2 separate regions of the Arachis hypogaea genome follow, and region 1 is linked to region 2. The links are chromatin contacts, called in public Hi-C maps. All regions are on one chromosome and are shown on one strand. The core of a region is the stretch at or near the end of the contact, and the rest is flanking DNA. Distances in the headings are between cores, read along the strand shown. Region 1 overlaps LOC112749206. Region 2 holds the start of LOC140179107.

Region 1 (4,183 bases), core at 295-2,794, 90 kb after region 2:
TATATCCTCAGTTGTGCAACAAGCACAGCAGTCCTCAACTCAGCCTTTTAGCCTCTCCCTTGACCATCACTCCCATCTTCCCACAACCTCAACACCTACACAACAGCCCTCGACCCACCCTACCTGTTCCCCACCCCACAATCGAACACCTAATTCCATACATCCATTATATAATGCTTCCAATATTGTTAATTGCATACCTGAGTCATTACTTCTTGCGTCTGTGTCTTATCCTGCATTTTCTGATACTATTGTTGATGTTTCCCCTTATTAGAACTCCCTTGCAAGTGTTGAATTGAGATCTTTGTAGGAACCGTTGCCACTACTGTCTGTCGAAGTGCTGCTGCCATAATCGTCTGTGGAAGTCCCTACATCAAATGTCCACTCAATGCAAACCAAGAGCAAATCAGGGATCTTTAAGCCAAAAACATATGTTACAGTAGTTAGAGAGGGGATTCACCTGCGTAATCATGCTTCTATGGTAGTGGTTGATGCCAATTCTAGTCTGGGAACTTGGGTTCTGTGCACTCTGGCTCTTGTGACTACGGCGACTGGCGATTTTGGCCGGTGCGATCGTGCTCCTATAGCGACAGCAGACGCAGACTCTTACTCGTGCACTCGGGTTTGTGATCGTGCTCTTGTGGTGGTGGTTGACTAACTCCATGGCTGAGTCATTGAGCAGTTCCCACTGGCGTGAGGCGATGCAAGAGGAATATAAAGCCCTAATTCATAAGAATACATGGTGGCTCACAGGCAGGCCCACTCACACAGCCCCTGTCATTGGCTGTAAGTGGGTATTCCACATCGAGAAGTATCCTGACGGCATGGTGCAGAAGTACAAGGCAAGACTTGGCGCGAATGGATTCCATCAGAAAGAAGGCATCAACTTTGATCAGGTCTTCAACCCCATGGCTAAACTAGCCACTGTCAAGGTCGTGTTAAGTGTTGCACTTGCAAAAGGATGGAAAGTTCGCTAGTATGACTTCAATAACGCGTTCCTCAACAGTGATCTAGAGGAAGAGGTCTTTATACCCAGCCTAAGGGATTCACTTCGTCTGCTCATCCTCAACATGTTTGCCAACTCCAGAGATCCCTCTATGGCTTAAAGCAGGCCCTAAGAGTCTGGTTTACCAAATTACAATACACCCTTCACTTGTTTGGCTTCCACAACACCAGATTAGACACTACCATCGTCTTCACCAAGTTTACAGCCACCTTAGCCACATTCATCCATGTGTATGTTGATGACATTCTGGTCACTGTCTCCTCTGACTCTGAAATTCAAGTAGTTACACTCCACCTTCTCTCTCAAAGACCTTAGTGAAATGAGCTACTTTTTGGGCAATAGAGGTCGTGAGACACAATGAAGCAGAAATTCACATTTTACAAACCAAATATATCAAAGATCTTCTCCATAAAGCTGAGATGTCCATTGCAAAACCTATGCCTACCCCCATGACCTCTGACTTGAAACTCTCAGCTCATGAAGGAGAACCCTTCCCCAAACCAGCCTTGTATCGATCAATTGTAGGTTGACTTCAGTAAGCTATAATCACCCGCCCTGAGATCTCCAATGTTGTCAACAAAGCCTCCCAGTTCATGCAGTATCCCCTTGAGAGCCATTGAAAGGCAGTAAAGCAAATATTGCGATATCTTTCCAGGACTATTCATCATGGTCTCCGATTCCATAAGTCAACAGATTATAGACTCTACGGATTTTGTGACTCCGACTGGAGAAGTGATATGGATGATAAGAAATCAACTAGTGGATTTTGTGTGTACTAAGAGAGAACTTTGTCTATTGGTCTAGCCAAAAGAAAACAACGGTCTCAAAGAGTTCAATATAAGTAGAGTACAGAGGCCTTGCAGCAGGGCTCACGAAAATTATTTGGATTCAGAACCTCCTGATTGAAATGCATGTTGTATGGTTAAATTGAGTCTCTATAACAACAGCCAAAGTGTTGTACTACTGGTTGCTAATCCTGTACTGCACAACAAAAGCAAGCACTTTGAACTAAATCAACATTTTATCAGAGACTATGTTACGCAAAAGAAAATCACCATCCAGCATATTCTATCCCAAGATCAGATTTCTGACATGCTAATAGAGCCACTCTCAGCATCAAATTTTCTAAGGCTCAGAGCCAAAATCAGAGTAGCTAAAAGAGACCACATTAGCAGGGTTAATGTAAGTACACCTCCAAAGCAAAATGAAAATCATGAAGCAGCAGGGTTGATGTAGGTGTAGTTAGAGAAGAATATAAGAATACATCAAAAACTAACTCAGCAAAGCAGTTAGAAACAAGGAGTAGTTAAAAATTAGAAGAGTGTAAACTTCCTATAACTAACTCTCGCGCTCAGTAAAACTAAAAGCTGAAAATGAGTATAAATATCTTGTACAAATAAATCTCAATGTGTGTGAATGAAAAACTGAAATCTCTCTCTCTCTCTCTCTCTCTCTCTCTCTCTTTCTCTCTCTCTCTCTCTCCTCTCTCTCTCTCTCTCTCTCTCTCTCTCTCTCTCTCTCTCTCTCTCTCTCTCTCTCTCTCTCTCTCTCTCTCTCTCTCTCTCTTCTCTTCTCTCTCTCTCTCTCTCTCTCTCTCTCTCTCTTCTCTCTCTCTCTCTCTCTCTCTCTCTCTCTCTCAGTGATCACTACTGTGATTTAAAATCAATACGATTTGTGCATGACAAATTGATTAGTTTTTTAACACAACCATATAAAATACACATTAAAGTATAAAATACACCTTCGAAACAAATTAAACTATAAATATATTCATAAATATTTATTATGCAAATAATCATTTTTTTTATTTTAATATGTGTCAGTTTGTGTTAAATTATATAGTTGGAAAAAAGTGTTAAGTATAAATGAAGTCGGAACAAGTTTATATATAAAGTGAAAAGCTTAAAAAAAAAAAGGACAACGCATAACATAAGTTGAATTGGCAGGTGATGTTCAGCAACAGGAAAGAAAGATGTGAGCTTTTGGAGGCCTTACACATTAGCTACAAACACATCAACATTCCAATTTTTTCTCAGGTAATCTTCTTTATTCGTTTCTCATTCTCCTAACCCCTCCATAAATTCTATGTTCTCTTTCCTTTACATGCAGCGAATTCATCTTCTGTGGGGTGAGAATGATAAGATTTTCAAAAAGGAGCTTGCACACAATATGAAAGAGTAAGAATCATATATGCATAGAGCCTACGTATACTTTTATTGTTTTACCCTCCTTCATTAGCTGGTGATTGAAAAGACATGGTAACATATATATACATGACATGACATACAGGCTGCTGGGAAATAAGACAACATTTGAAGGCATAAAAAATGCGGGTCACCTGGTTCATATGGAGAGACCATGTGCATTTAATACCTCTCTCAACCATTTTCTTTCTTCCCTCTTATTCCCAACTCCCAATTAATCTTCCATTTCACAACTATCTTCGGCTCTATCTATGTTGAGAGATCAAAGTGGCTCGTGAACAAGCTAGACAGTTAAATAAATCCCATTGAGATCCTTCAAACTTGTTCAAATAAATGGAATTGAGATCTTTTAAACTTGTCCAAAGTGGTCATATTTCATGCATCTAGCTACCACTTTAAACATTGTTTTGGAGGATTCCAATCTACCTAAATGCATTTCCTTTGTACTTTTAATGTTTAGTAAATTCTCTTTTCAAACAATGTCCCTGTATGATTTTTTCATTTCATGATCTATATAATTATGTTGAAAATTACAAATATCACGTATAATTTTGTAGAAAATATAGAAACGGTTAAGAAGCAAATATGAAAATTATAATAAATTAATTCTACATCGAAGAAAACAAAAAGAAACAAGAAATTTATAAGATGAGAGAATCATTAACTTGATATTTTAAGATTTTGAGTTAGATGTTCTCTCTCTGGTTTCTAATACCTTACAACTTCCAAATTGCAAACAGTGATCACTACTGTGATTTAAAAAAAATCAATACGATTTGTGCATGACAAATTGATTAGTTTTTTAACACAACCATATAAAATACACATTAAAGTATAAAATACACCTTCGAAACAAATTAAACTAAAAATATATTCATAAATATTAATTATGCAAATAATCATTTTTTTTATTTTAATATGTGTCAGTTTGTGTTAAATTATATAGTTGGAAAAAAGTGTTAAGTATAAATGA
Region 2 (4,272 bases), core at 1,231-3,730:
TTCCTCACAAGTTTACTTACCTCGAATATCTCATCTTAACCATTTTTCACTTAATATATTTTTCACGGAATTCACCCGAATCACTTGGCTACTCCACTGGGAAGGAACACTTCGACGTGATAGCTGAGCCTAGCAATACTCGTTCGGGGCAGAATCGACCACCTAGGTGACGTTCAGTAACCCCTCAAAACCTCAATCTCAGCTTGGGATCACTTCAAGATGAGGATGGGCACAACCAAGAAGAAGAACACATGGAGCAGCAGAATCTGGGTGCAGGAGGAGAAGGAGCTCATGCTTACGCAAATTTCTTCACACCCCAGCTGGAGGTACCGCTGGTCCGTACACTCATGTAACCATCCTTGCTCATGTGTACAACTATATGATAGACAACCAAACAAAGATGCAAGCTTTGACCACGAAAATGATGGCTAGGGATCAAACGAGGTATAGAACCCCTTCACCACCTCCAGTCGTGAATTTGGAGAATATAGAGAAAGACGAGAACACCCTAATCACTCGTAGGAAGTTGGCGCATATTCTAAAAGGCAAAGGAGAAGCAAGTGAACCCACTTGGAGATAAGTCCACCATTTGGGCATCATATTTTGGCAAAACCCTATCCTAAGAGGTACTAACTGCCAACCTTTCGTAAATTTGATGGTACCGGAAGTGCCAAAGAACACATCATGTCATTCTTGGATGACCTTGGGGGTATTCAGGAACCACTAGGACCTCAAAATCAAGGAGTTCTCAAAATCATTGACAGGAAGGGCATTCACGTGGTATTGCAAGTTGAAAGCCAATAGCATCAACACCTAGGAGAAATTAGTGACGGAGTTCTGCAACAAGTTTCTAGAAGAGGAACTCTCTATGCATATCATGGACCTAGGAAGAGTGAAACAGAGACAAGGAGAAGGATTGGTAGCATTTATCAAGAGATACAGAGATCAAGCTTTACTTTGTATATACACTCAATTGGTGTACGGGTGTATTAAAAATGTGGAAGACGGATCCCAAATTTATCTTTCTATGAACAACATAAACACTTTTTCTGAGCTTTTAAAGAGAGCATCTGACATAACTGAGGCAGTGAAGCGTAATGGAAGGAGATCTAAAGAAGTTTCCCCTCTGGAGGTGTGTGTTGTTGATGGCAGGGGCAGAAGGCGTTCCTATTCTAAGGGCCCTAACAAAAACAGTCCTCCACCATTAATTTTTATATGATTGTTGATGGCAGGGGCAGAAGGCGTTCCTATTCATATATGATTGTGTACTAAAAATATAAACCCTTTTTGTACATCATTAATTTTTATAATGACCTACAAACATGGTCAAAAAAGAGTTAAGTTCCTCCTAAAGGTATTGGGCTAAAAGGATGGAACCCAAAAGAACACCTTGAGGAGTTGAATTTCTCTTCAGTGAGAACTATATTGGTGGAAGTGGATTGGTTGGATTTGGAGTGTAAAGGTGTCATCTAGTTGAAAGAAAACCAAACTAGATGTCCCTTCACTAATGTCACATGTCAGGAGCTTTAGTTTAACGTGTGGGAATCAACTTCCTACCCTTTTCAGTTGATAAGACTTGAGGTGATCCCAAATACCTAAAGATATTTTGGAAAGAGCAGTAAACCAAATGTCAGACTAAAACCATTGGCCAAGTGGTGTCCTCTTCATCATGGTTTTATGCTATAAAAAGGACCTCAAGCCACCTCTGTAAATCATCTTTTCCTTCATCCTTCATCCTTCACTCTCACTTTTCACTTTCACCTTGATCATCTTCTTCTTCACAGACTTTGAAACCCTTTTTATCCTTTACTTTCACCTTCACCTTCATCCTCTTCTGAGAGCTTCTCTTCTCTGTAAACCATTCCTGTCCACTTTAAACAAAGTTCGTTCATCCTCTTGTGACATTAGTGGAGGTCTCAACACTTGTTCTCCACCTCTCTTCCTCACTATTAGTTCTTGTATTGCTTATTTGCCATTAATAGAAGTGTCTTCCTCACAAGTTTACTTACCCCTAATCTCTCACCTTAACTATTATTTTTCACTTAATCTATTTCTCACGAAACCCACCCGAATCATCTGGCGACTCCACTGGGGAGGAACACTTCGACGTGATGGCTGAATCTAGCAATACTCATCCTGGGCAGAATCGAGCACCTAAGAGACGCTCAATAACTCCTCAGGATCTCAACCTCAGCTTGGGATCACCTCAAGACAAGGACGGGCACAACCAAGAAGAGGAACACATGGAGCAGCAGAATCTGGGTGCAGGACGAGAAGGAGCTCATGCCTATACAAATTTCTTCACACCCCATGCTGGAGGTACCACTGGCATGCACACTCATGTAACCATTCCTGCTCATGTGTACAACTATATGATAGACAACCAAACAAAGATGCAAGCTTTGATCACGAAAATTATGGCTAGAGATCAAACGAGGTATAGAACCCCCTCACCGCCTCCATTCGCGAACTAGGAGAATATGGAGGAAGACAAGAACACTCCAGTCACTCGTAGGGAGTTGGCACGTATTCTAAAGGACAAAGGAGAAGCAAGTGAACCCACTTGGGAGATAAGTCCACCATTCGGGCATCATATTTTGGCAAAACCATACCCTAAGGGGTACCAACCACCTACCTTTCATAAATTTGATGGTGCTGGAAGTGCCAAAGAACACATCCTGTTATTCTTGGACGATCTCGGGATGTTCAGGAACCACCAAGAGCTCAAGATCAAAGAGTTCTCAAAATCACTGACAGGAAAGACGTTCACGTGGTATTGCAAGTTGAAAGCCAGTAGCATCAACACCTGGGAGCAATTAGTGACGGAGTTCTGCAACAAGTTCCTGGAAGAGGAATCCTCCATGCACATCAAGGACCTGGGGAGAGTGAAACAGAGACAAGGAGAAGGATTAGTTGCATTCGTCAAGAGGTACAGAGATCAAGCTTTACTTTATATAGACACTCTCCCAGAGCCACAATTGGTGTACGGGTGTATTAGAAATGTGGAAGATGGATCCCAAATTTATCTTTCTATGAGCAACATAAACACTTTCTTTGAGCTCTTAAAGAGAGCATCTAACATAACCGAGGTAATGAAGCGCAATGGAAGGAGATATAAAGAAGTTTCCCCTCTGGAAGTGTGTGCCGCTGATGGCAGGGGCAGAAGGAGTTTCTATTCTAGGGGTGCAAAGATAAACAGTCCTCCACCCCCACTACCTCTCTCCAGAGCTCAGGCCATGGTTGTCGTAAATGGATGGTTTGAGGATGGAACATTAAACCCCAGAACAGATAGAGAGCCACCAACCCCTGAAGACTTGAGAGATCCAAGATATTGCATGGTGCACCGCAATAAGGGCCATGGGTTGACCGATTGTTATGTGGTGAGGACGATGTTTCATAGGCAAGTGAAGGAAGGGAAGATACTCCTAAATGGGGAACAAAACCAAGAAGGTGTAAAAAACACTCCTTTTCCTCAACATGATGTTCGAATGATAGGCGTTGAAGAAGAGGTAATGCTGACAGAGATCGTAGATAAAGCAGAAGAGATGGTCACCATGGAGGAGTCCTTGGATGAAGACACGTTGACAAGAGGTCTTTTGAAGTCTCGAGGTTGTAGAATCATGTTCAACCAACTTGGCTTAGAACCCCACATTCAGAAAGAGGTGGCCAGAGCTCTAATAGGAGTTATTCAGAAGCATGAAAAAGGTTTTGGGGGTATCAACGCTCAGCTCACAAGATTAGCAAAGGCCCATGCAAACGCCCTGGTGTTTCGGGACCCTGACTCATTTAATGGGGAGTTCTACCATAATAAACCATTGTACGTGGAAGCAGTGGTAGAAGGCATGAAGGTCAGAAGGGCCTTGGTGGATGCTAGATCAGGGGTAAACATCATACCCACTCATATATTTCTAGAAATGGGAGGTTCTGCTGATCAGATAAGGCCTACTCAAGTCGGGCTCAATGCTTTTAATGGAGTGGGTGTGAAATCTAGAGGGTGTGTTAATGCTATCTTGGAGGTTGGCCCCATAAAGACCAATAATAAGTTTCATGTGGTGGATGGAAGCTCTAGCTACCACATCCTACTGGGACGTCCATGGATTCATTTACATCGGTGCGTTCCTTCAAGTTGGCATCAATGCATAAAGTCTAGCTGGAGAGGGAAGGATATTAGCATCTCAGCCACTGTAACACCCTTTGATGCGGGAGAAGCACATTTAGTGGATGCGAGTTTCTATGAAGAGCTTACGTTACCAGGGGTCAACAAAATAAGGC

The links. A called contact is a pair of places that touch in the nucleus more often than the background predicts.
Region 1: a Hi-C map of leaf shows a contact between it and region 2, with 6 times the contacts expected there. The contact joins the enhancer-like site here to the promoter of LOC140179107 in region 2. A contact is called at or near these places in 4 of 8 Hi-C or Micro-C datasets (leaf and an unstated tissue).

Annotation. Positions count from the first base shown.
Region 1 is chr15:11,061,382-11,065,564 of arahy.Tifrunner.gnm2.J5K5, forward strand. LOC112749206 reads left to right here. Exons shown (of 4, transcript XM_025797468.2): 2 at 2,953-3,042; 3 at 3,116-3,183; 4 at 3,296-3,690. The coding sequence ends at 3,428. It overlaps LOC140173189 (a long non-coding RNA gene), which reads left to right. Exons shown (of 2, transcript XR_011873145.1): 2 at 1-2,446. Among protein-coding and RNA genes, the nearest start is that of LOC140173189, 4.9 kb to the left of the region's middle. Within about 2 kb of position 1,545, at least 1 of the 3 cell types and tissues checked has open chromatin away from gene starts, as enhancers often do.
Region 2 is chr15:10,970,454-10,974,725 of arahy.Tifrunner.gnm2.J5K5, forward strand. It overlaps LOC140179107, which reads left to right and starts at 2,481. Exons shown (of 2, transcript XM_072217725.1): 1 at 2,481-4,272. The coding sequence starts at 2,481.